3 separate regions of the Oryctolagus cuniculus genome follow, and all the other regions are linked to region 3. A link is a contact called in public Micro-C data. All regions are on one chromosome and are shown on one strand. Each heading gives the region's core, a stretch centred on a gene start, on an enhancer-like site or on the middle of the called end of the contact. The rest is flanking DNA. Distances are from core to core; before and after follow the strand shown. Region 1 holds the start of MED28 (mediator complex subunit 28). Region 2 holds the start of DCAF16 (DDB1 and CUL4 associated factor 16). Region 3 holds the start of LCORL (ligand dependent nuclear receptor corepressor like).

Region 1 (3,369 bases), core at 48-2,547, 410 kb after region 3:
ATCAACCTTTTAAAAAAAAAGCGAGTTAATTCCTATTGGACGTGGGATGTGAGCAGCATGTACCTTCTTCATGAAACCTATGGTTAACGGAAAACCTCCCATCCAGAGGGCCAACTAAGTCACAAACTGTCTCACAAAGCTGGGCTGGTCCCTCAGGGGTGGCTGGGCCCCAAACAGAGTGGGATTGAAATCTGACCTCATGAATTTAGTACCTTCTTCTCCCCTCTTAAAAACTATACACACACACACACACACACACATCTCATATATATACATACACATATACATTTATGATTACACAGATTTCCATTGACAGCTTTAGAAAATGTATAATACAAAAGTATGCTTTTTAGAAATTCCCTAGGACAGAACCTTTGCATGGAAAGCCAGGAGGCCTACGTGCTAATTCTCATTCCCACAAACCCAATTTGGGAGGCTGTTTCCTTGCCCTCTCTGAACCTCAGCTTCTCCATCTATAAAAGGAGGGGATGGGAGTAGGTGGCCACCAAAGCTCCCTTCCACATCAAGAGTGAACGACCTCAACTCCTTCCACCAAAGAGCCTATATATATACATATATATATACACACACACTTATATATATAAAAATTCCCTACCGTCACGGACGTCAAAGGGTCGCACCCAGATAGAAATGAGAAGCAGGTGCCCTGAGCCACGAGCGGTCCACACAGAAAACGGCGGAGGAAACAGGAAAAGTCTCACAGGAAATGAGGCCTTGAAATCGAGTCTCGAGAGAACCCCAGCGCCCCCCAAGAGTGAACTTCAGCGGAGAGGCTGAGGCGGTGAAACCTGCGCTCCACAGAAAATGCGCCCCCTGCTAAACACGCGGGGACCCGGGAAGGGTCCCGAGGTCGGGAGGGCAAGCAAACCTCGAGAGCACGTCTCTCCACAGAAACGTCGAATCCGCACGCTTCCGCCACCACTCAACGAGGAGCCTGAAGCAAGGGACGTACGTTCTCCAAACCTCGGTTTCCCCACTTGTTAAGTGGCACTGGCAGCGCTGGAGAACTGGCGCAAGCGCAGTTCACGTGGCAGGGAAGGGGGGAGGGCTGGGGGGAGACTTCTAAGTCTCATTTTACCTCGAATGATGATTCCAACTCGTCCACCAAGGTACTGTTAGAACTTCTCGGAGCTCCTGGCGCTGCCTGAAGTAACGAAGCCTGGCCCGGGAGTCCAGACCCTGGTGGCGGGGGCCCCGGTGGCTGCCCGGAGAACATGCCGCCCAGCGGAGTCGCCATGTTTGGAATGGCGCGGAAAAGCCCACTGCGCCTGCGCGAGAGCCGGGCTACGGGTCACGTGACAGCCGAGCCCGGCGGCGTGACAGGGCGGGCGCTGAGGGGCGTGTTTGTTTTGGAAGCTGCCTAGGCTTTTCCTCTTGTTGAAGGCTCTGACTGAACGTGACACAGTTCTGTGGAGGGGAGCGTTGATGACCTTTTTGGAGCGAGCCCTCCCGTCAGAGTTGGAAGCCGCTGGACCCGACTCAAACCCGCAGGCTTAGCCCGAGTCGCTTTTTCTCTCCGGGCTCAGCTGACCCGTTAGTGAACGCCACACGTACTGAGGGAGTGCCGTGTACCGAATGCTGGCTGTCGCGGGGACTCCCCGTTAGACTTCGGTGTGGAGCCGAGTGGGGTCGCTGCGCGACTGGAGTGCAAATGTAACTAGGAGCGCTTGAAGAAGGTCCCGCTTAGCAGAGTAAGCAAACCCGGCGGCGGCCCACGGGGCCAGAGGAGTGAGCCAGCCGCAGCGGTCAGAGAATCCACAGGACCTTCCTTTCCGCGATCAGGCTAGGCACAAAAAAGTCACGATCCCAGCCTCAGTCTAACACCCTCGCTCCCACTTCAATTTCTTCTCTGCAGCGTATGAACAACTGGGATGCTGGCGCCATTCTGTAGTGCCTACCTGTCTCACCGCTATCCCCATCATGCAAAATGACCTGGCATTGATAGACACGGTCAGGACATGGTGATTGAAAGAACCAAAAGAGAATTCCAGGAGGGGCTAGTCTGCTCCAGCAGTTCTCAAACTGTTTAGGTCTCAAGACCCATTTGCACTCCCAAGAATTATTGAGCACCCAAGTTTTTGTTTATGTGGGCTGTATCTAATATTTACCTATTAATATGAACCGGAAGAGTTCAATTCATGAAAAATAATAAACTTACATGTTAATATTTGTATTAAAACTGTAACTTTGGGGCTGGTGTTCTGGCAAAGTGGGTTAAGCTGAGTCCTGGCTGTTTGCTTCCAATCCAGCTTGCTACTAATGTGCCTGGGCAAGCAGCAGGAGATGGCCCAAGTACTTGGGTCCCTGCCATCCAAGTGGGAGACATGATGGAGTTCCAGGCTCCTGGCATGGGCCTGTTTCAGCCCTGGCAGTTGCAGGCATTTGAGGAGTGAACCAGCAGATTGGAAATTCACTCTGTCTCCATCTCTGTCACTTTGCCTTTCAAATAAGTTTTTAAAAAAGTATATATTTTCCAAAAAAAAAAACCCCACAAATATATGAATGTGAAAAGTAGCATCATTTTATTTCAGTGTACCTAAGTACTTTTTAAGTTACTTGAGAGTGGTCAGTGAAAAAAAAAATTTTTTTTTTTTTGACAGGCAGAGTTAGACAGAGAGAGAGACACAGAAAGACAGGTCTTCCCTCCATTGGTTCACCCCCAAAATGGCCGCTACGGCCAGCGCACTTTACCGATCCAAAGCCAGAAGCCAGGTGCTTCCTCCTGGTCTCCCGTGCTGGTGTGGTGGAATGAGAAGGCCATGCCAAGGTGGCCACTGGCAAGCTAGCGTCAGTTACTCAGGAATGGCTTTGAAACCCACCTGGCAGCAGAGCCTGCCTGGCAGCAGACTGTGATTGGATGGATTTGAAACTGCCTGGCAATAGGCTGTGATTGGATGGATTTGAAACTGCCTGGCAACAGGCTGTGATTGGTTGGGGCATAAACCGCCCCTTGACCAGATTGGCTGGTCTTAGCTATATGAGATGTTGTTCCAACTGTAATAAACGAGTCTGCGGGCTGCTAGCCTCAGGCCTGCTTTCACCTGACTCCCGGAGTCTGTGTGGTGACTCTGCACCTCTTGCCCCCACCGCGCTCCTCCTCTCAGAAACTAATCCACTGCAACATTGTTGAGAAACCAACTGCAACATGGGTGCAGGGCCCCAGCACTTGGGCCATCCTCCACTGCCTTCCCTGGCCACGCAGAAAGCTGGATTGGAAGAGGAGCAACCGGGAAAGAACCTGGCACCCCAACCAGGACTAGAACCCAGGGTACTGGTGCCACAGGTGGAGGATTAGCCTAGTGAGCTGCAGCGCCGGCCTGGTCAGTGAAATTTCTCATGGATTCATCC
Region 2 (3,382 bases), core at 629-3,128, 260 kb after region 3:
CACTGCACTCCAGGGCCACAGCAGGGAGCTGGACTGGAAGAGGAGCAACCCGGACAGAATCCTGTGCCCTTACCGGGACTAGAACCCGGTGTGCTGGCGCCGCAGGTGGAGGATTAGCCTAGTGAGCCGCAGCGCAGCTTACTGGAGTCATTTTTTAAGAAACACTTTTTAATCTTAATGATAGTTCTACTATTTCCTATAAAAAGTCAGATGCTTTCTCAATCACCAGACATTTCATTGTCTACAATATATAAACTTTACGGTAAAACCTTCTACAACACTTCTCCAAGGTGTTAGCTTTCAACATACCTGTAAGAGAAAAGTAAACAAATAATTTAAAATGCCACCATCCTCCTCTTCTTCATCATCTTCCATATCTGATTGGTGAAAGGAAGTAACAAACTTTGCTGCAAATTCTATTACTCTCTCCACAGCTGGCTCACGTTTATAGATCACCATAGCATACTTAAGGTAATGGATGAACTCCTCATGAAAAACTGTTTTATCATTCATCTGAAAGACAAAAGATAACTTGCACGAACTGAACTGCACTGGTAATACTTTTTTCCAAAACATTACCTTAACATTGCTGACAGCACCGGCCCTAATTCAAACGAAAAACTTTTTTGTAAACTCTGAAGTATCCACACCAGCAAAAAGGGAAAAATAAGCTTGCACAAACTTCTCTCCACGATGTAATTTGCTTCCCCCAAAGAGTCTGCAACCATAAATTTTGACAGTGAATGGACTCTTTTGATACTTCTTTACATGTCTTTAGAATCACGTTAGTAGAAGCATGCTTCTTCATGGAAAAACTCAAAACCTACGCTGGCTTTTTTATGTACCGTATTTAATTTGCTCATCACCCCGCAATTCCTTTTTGATAAAACTTTCACATCCTACCTCATATCCTCAAAGCCCTTGCTATACTTAGTTTTTCTTAGACTTCAAGATAATCTATCTTCCGAGCTTCATTGTCCTGTTCTTCCCACGGCTTCACTCAAAACAAACACACGGTATTTAGGTGAACAGGAAGGGAAAGGTCCTCGCGAGTAATCTGCTTGGACGCTGGACTCAATTTGACATAGGGCGGGATGAGACTGATTTGATGATGGCTGGCTTTTCTGCTGTGAGCGGGGGCCCGACGGGCAAGGACCACCGAGCCTTGGGGTCCACGACCTACTCGGCGACCCGACACTGAGAGCCCGGACGCCTCGGGTCACCCTCCGGACTAACGGTTCGCGCCGCCCCCATCTCCGGCCGGGGGTAAGGACCGCGAAGAGAAAGTGGACGGCGCCAGGGCTTCCAGCCATTCTGGGCGAGTCGCCCGACCTCTCCGTACTTCACTCCAAAGCGGCTCGCCACAGCGGAGGAGGTGGAGTCGCGCGGGCCGAGTCCGAAGGGTCCCGGGGAAGCTCCTGGGGGAGGCTGAGCCAAGGCAGGGCTGGGCGAAGGCGGCGAAGGGCCCACAGCCATTCCGGCGCTTACCGTGCCGTAGGTGCGGCTCAGCGCCACCACCAGCTTCGCCTGGTTCTGGTGCGGCTGCTGCGCCAGCTGAAAGGCCTCCTTAACCGGCAGCACTCTCTTTTCCGCTCCCATGGCGAGGTGACCCGGCCAGGACTATCCTTGCCCGCTTCAGTGCTTCTGGCCCGACCGCCCCAACACCGAATTCTCCTCAGAACGCCACTTGGGGCGTGGTTACCCGCCAGAACGTTCAAATAACTCTCGCGAGAGAAGGAAATACCGCGAGACTTCCGCGAGCGCGCCAGAGGCGAGAGCGGAGAGAACCGAATCCTGTCCCTCTGGCTCTGCCCGCGCTTTGAGCGCATGCGCGTCGGGTGTTTCCCGGTGGGAAGTGGCGTTTCTAAGGAGAGGGGGCGTTGGCTTGGCCGGAAGTGGTGTCGTCAGGGAGGGCTGGCGGAGCTGCTGTTCTACTTTCGGGACAGGGCTGGTGGCGCTAGGCCTAGCGGGATCGTGCGTCTGGTGGTGAGACGAGAAAAAAAGCTCCTCCATGGGTGAGAACAGGGATCTGCTGAGGGGAACAATCTGTGTTCCCGCCGCAGGGGCGGGAGATGCGGAGAGGAGGGGGAGATGGGGCGTTCGGGAAGCCCGGACCGCAGCCCGGCTGCTCGTGAGCGGGGAGACGCTCCCCGGTAGGCTGAGGGAGGCGTTCCGAGGTCTCCACGGGCCGCGGTCTCTCCAGGGCCCGAGGGGCTGACGTCTGGAAGCAGCGTATGATTTTATTTAGCTGAGCTGGCTCGGGACGTGCCAGCTTTCAAAGCTTAGTTTACAGTCCTGCGTAGCTACAGTGTGTTAAAGGAGAACGGAGAGAATGGGAAAATCTAGCTAAGTGGTCACGGTGAGGAACAGGAACTCAGTCTTTAAAACCTTTTTTGGGGGAGAAAAGTGAAACTGCGTCAGACAAAAACGAATACTTTTATTGGGGGCTGCTTAGGACAAACCACCCCAAAACATGACAGTAGGAGACGAGAACATGCCTCTCTAAAATATACTTGCTGGGCTTATTTTGAGCTGTTATAAGGAACTGCCAGCTCTGGAGGAGCTGTGAAAAGCTATCCTTGAAGTTAGGTCTGTCAAAGAAATTAGGAGACTACTGAACTATCTGTATCTGGAAGAGGACTCCTTCACACTTCTGTTCTCTGCTGATCTATAGTCTCCACACGTTTCCTCTTTGCACCCTCTCATAACTTGTGTCACCACCTCCCAACCAGAAACCCGGTTGCTTTGTGTAGCCCAGGATATTCCGTAAGTGTAAGCTGTCATCTCTTTTTCTGGGACTCCTGTCCCTTACTTTTTGTTGTTGTTGTTGTTGTTGTTTCTGTTGAATCTGTCTTAGGGCAACTTCACTGGTAGACCAGCCAAAGAACCTAGGAAGTTGGAGGGAAGACATTTCTCCCTCCTGTTCCTCACTATGTAGCCATAACCACCTGAAGAAATAGACCCTTACAAAGCTGCCTGTGCATCTTGCTCCTTTTGAGTTGTCTTCCCTCTCTAGAAATAACACTTTTAGACTTTACTGTTAACTTTTAGAGAACAAAAGCTTTCTATATTAAGGACATATAGATAAATCATTGAATGAATATATTCTACTGTTTTGTGTTTTAACCATTTTATGAAGAATCATAATGTTCATGGATTTGTTCAGGTTATGGATAAGATAGCATTTGGATTGCCCATAATTTTGAAATTATTGAGATGTCTTAATTTCTGAAAAGACAAGATGGGTATTCTAGGTTAATCAGTTAAAGCAAACGCATAGAGGCTTAAGAGTGCATGGAATATACTGTTAACACTTACAGTCTCCCTAGCAATGAAATATGTACAGCCTGGAGAGCTTAATGAAATAGAAAGCTAGAAAGGG
Region 3 (3,554 bases), core at 1,052-3,551:
CCTCTCTGTAACTCTCTGCCTTTCAAATAAATACTCTTTAAAAAGCAGATAATAAAATTAACTAAAATGGTTTCTACACCATATAAAAGTGTTTAGAGTTTATTAAATAATAAAATGTATATATTTGTTACATGTTGATAATTTATGATTGAATAGATATTTTATGAACTAACATATTGGATTATTCATCTTTCTTACAAAATAAGAGTTTTTATTTGTGTTAGTATCTCAAAAAATATGACTTTAGTCATATTTCTCTATAACAATGAAGCTTTATCCAGTGTTAATACAGAGACTACCAGGTGTCATTCAAGGATCCTGGACTTTGAGGTTAATGCCTTACTGAGACGAACTTTTAGATTATCTCACTTAATGTATCTTGTAATGAAAGGAGAATAAACTGTTAATTGGTGACTAGTAGGATGGATTGCAGTAATCCTTGGTGCTATTCACCAATAAATACTAGTCATCTTCCTTCTGGGAAGTAGTGGATTACACTTCCTCTATCCCCTTCAAAACAGTCATGCCATATAATTTACTTTGGTCAGTGACACATGAGCAAAATTGACTTGCATCTCTTAGGAAGAAAGAGTTTGGCATTCTTCTTCCTTTTACCACACAAGGTGGGGAGACCCAGAGATTCAAGTACCCCTAAGCCATTCCATTGCTTAGAGAACCACAGAGAATAAACTGCTATCCTTTCAGATGAACCTACAGATAAGCAGGAAGTACATTTCTGTCCTTGCTGTTGTTGTTTTAAGCTATTAAGAGCTTCAGGTTTTTTGATACTGCATTATAATCAGCCCCACTCTAACTAATAAAAGTGGTCAGGAAAGATACAAAGGTGGATCATCTTGGCAATTATAAGTAGAAACTATCTACCGATAATTCTGGAAGCACTTTCGTTAGTGATTTCACCTACCTTCCAATTGTGACTAATCTAGAACTGGTGGTTATAAGATTTCAAACTATATTTAAAAAAAAATTTATGAAATTACATCTTCATTACCGAGGTCATGATAAACAAGGAAACACTCTGTGTGTGTGTGTGTGTGTGTGTGTGTGAGAGAGAGAGAGAGAGAGAGAGAGAGAAAGAGAGAGAGAGAGGGAGGGAGGGAGAGAGGGAGAAAGGAGAAAGAGAGAGAGAGATGGAAGATGGATAAGCACAATCCATAAAACAGGAAGTTTGGTTCCCGAATTTATGTGTTTCCAAGAAGAATTCATTTCCCACATACTTATGCATAAATTTCCAGTAATGCACAGTACTTCTCAGCAAACTGGTTTGGTCCCTGCACAAAGAAACAAACTTCCACTGAGTCTTTTGAGCAAAAATTGAAAAATGTAATTGGAGTCTACATTTAATCAAGACTCCTGACTGTCTTGGAAGAAGTTACTTTCTCCAGCACGGCGCAGAACTTATCCCACAACATTTGGAAGGCGCTAAACGACCTGCCAAGCGCTGTTCTAGGGTCGGGCGACCCAGGGGGACGATGTCATGGTAGAGGAGGTTCAGAGGATAGCTGCCCTACAGGAGTTCACGGTTTGCGGAGCCTAAGAAGTTTCTTCTGTAGTTTTTCAGTCAGCTTTATTCAATACCCTACAAATGATTTTCAGTGAGAAGCTCCGCATCTTTTCCCCAGTTCTTACAAATATTCTCGCTTTCCGCGAGCTCTTTGTCTTGGAAAATGAAGTCACTGGGTCGTAAGGCAGTAATTTCAGATGCGGCTCAGTGACAGGCTTGCCTTTTCCCTGCGAGTTACGAGATGACAGGAACCCCGAAAAGTTTCCAGTACTTAAAAACACACAGCGAAGGTTGCATCGGAACGGTTTCCACTTGGCCCTTCCAGCGCAGAGCCTAAGTGACCACGGCTGGGTCGGACCGCGACGCTGCCTGTGGGAAGCTAAGCGCACAAGGCTTACCGCTCAGAGGAGGCTAAGGCCGGTCTTCGAGCTCAAGGGTGTGAAGACCGGCGAGTGCGCCTCCCTGCTGGACTACAATGACCGGCATGCACCGAGCCCTGACAGCTGGCTCCGCTTCGGGACTCTGGCGCAATGGAGCATGGGAACTGAAGTCCCCTACAGCCGGAGCCCGGCGCGAAGGCAGAAGGGAGGCGTTACGAGTCCGCTCCATTAGCGAGCGGGTTCCTGGCGGGGCGCTGGGTCTCCAGCTCCCGCTCAGGGTTTTCGCGGGCGGCGGGAGCCGTATGGCTCGCATGAGTAAACTCCGGGGGGAGGGGGGAGAGGGGAGTGGATGGGGAGGCGGGGTCAGCGGAAGCGGCAGGTTGCTTCCTTCTCCTCTCGCTCCCTCCCCGCCTCTCCCTGAGGGAGCGGTGGGAGGGGGAGGGAAGGGCAGAGGGAAGGTAGTGACACGTGTCAATCAACCCCCCTCCGGGGGGCGCGCGCTCCGGGGCTCGCGCTGAGGGCTCGCGCCCCTGCCTCGTGCCTGCGCCGCTCGTATGTAAATGAGGGCGCGTGACGCGGGACGCAGATGGACAAGGGAAGAGAGAGAATGGCCGCTGCCGCCGCCGCTGCTGCCGCCGCCGCCGCTGCTCAGTGCCGGAGCCCTCGGTGCGCGGCGGAGAGGAGAGGATTCCGGCGGGAACTCGACTCTTGGCGCCACCGTCTCATGCACTGTGTAGGTAAGAGAGACACGGATCGGGGCCCCGGGCTCCGCGCGGCGACGGCTGCCGCAGCCCGAGGAGTTTGAGGCTGAGGGGTTTAGTTGAATCTCCCGTTCGGGTCAGTTCAATGGGGGAGCGCGATGGGAGCGGCGGCGGCTCCGGCGCTCGCCTTTTGTCTTGGGGCTCCTCGCCTGGCGCGCTCCGCGCTCCTCCGGCTCCTCGGCTCTTGGGCTCCCCGGGAACTGTTAGTTCGGACCCGCTCGCCGAGCCCCTGAGGCGGCCGCTGGCTCTCGCTCTGCCCGAAAGTGCTCGGCGCCCCCGTCGCCGGCCGCCGTGGCCCCTGTCAAGAGGGAGGAAGCCGCCCGGCGGGTCGGCGCCCGGGCGGAGAGCGGAGCCGGCGGGCAGGGCGGCGGGAGGAAGGCGGGCTGGTCCGCGCCCCCGCCGAGCGCACACACACCCCCTTGGCGCCCCCGGGGGCCGGGCCGCTCGACGCCGCGGATTTCCCGGGGACTCGGACCCCGGGGACCCTCGGGGCGCTCGCGGGGCGGGGATCGCGGGTGGTCGGGCGAGGGGCGGCGGGGGCGTTGCCCTTGGGGCGGGGGGCGCCCAACTCTGCCCTCTCGCGCTCGGCGGCGGCGCCGGCGCTGTGTGTACCTCTTTAAGAAGGAGCCGCTCGAGCGCTGACGGTTGGGATTTGAAGTTCTTCCTCCCTCTTTGGAAGTCTGGACGGATGGGGGGTGTTGCCAAGGGAACGGCACCCTCCACCCCCTCCCCACCCCGCGCGGACGCCGGGACGGCTCTGGTCCTTTTTGTGTCATGTGATGGACTCTTCCCTGCACACTCGGACATACACGCTCACACACCCCGCGCTCCCCACCTCTGCGGATCCCGTCTTTCTTTTTGGTGGGGTCTCCTCGCTTCCTCTTCAAACTT

The links. Hi-C and Micro-C count contacts between places; a contact is called where the count stands out from the background.
Region 1: a Micro-C map of ear pinna shows a contact between it and region 3, with 12 times the contacts expected there. The contact joins the promoter of MED28 here to the promoter of LCORL in region 3. A contact is called at or near these places in 2 of 6 Hi-C or Micro-C datasets (ear pinna and an unstated tissue).
Region 2: a contact with region 3 is called in a Micro-C map of ear pinna, with 8 times the contacts expected there. The contact joins the promoter of DCAF16 here to the promoter of LCORL in region 3. A contact is called at or near these places in 2 of 6 Hi-C or Micro-C datasets (ear pinna and an unstated tissue).

The regions. Positions count from the first base shown.
Region 1 is chr2:12,798,608-12,801,976 of mOryCun1.1, reverse strand. It overlaps MED28 (mediator complex subunit 28), which reads right to left and starts at 1,297. Exons shown (of 4, transcript XM_002709367.5): 1 at 1,100-1,297. The coding sequence starts at 1,258.
Region 2 is chr2:12,948,207-12,951,588 of mOryCun1.1, reverse strand. It overlaps DCAF16 (DDB1 and CUL4 associated factor 16), which reads left to right and starts at 1,878. Exons shown (of 5, transcript XR_011386201.1): 1 at 1,878-2,015. It overlaps NCAPG (non-SMC condensin I complex subunit G), which reads right to left and starts at 1,809. Exons shown (of 21, transcript XM_002709370.5): 1 at 1,489-1,809; 2 at 310-513. The coding sequence starts at 1,599.
Region 3 is chr2:13,212,092-13,215,645 of mOryCun1.1, reverse strand. It overlaps LCORL (ligand dependent nuclear receptor corepressor like), which reads left to right and starts at 2,301. Exons shown (of 8, transcript XM_051841977.2): 1 at 2,301-2,639. The coding sequence starts at 2,489.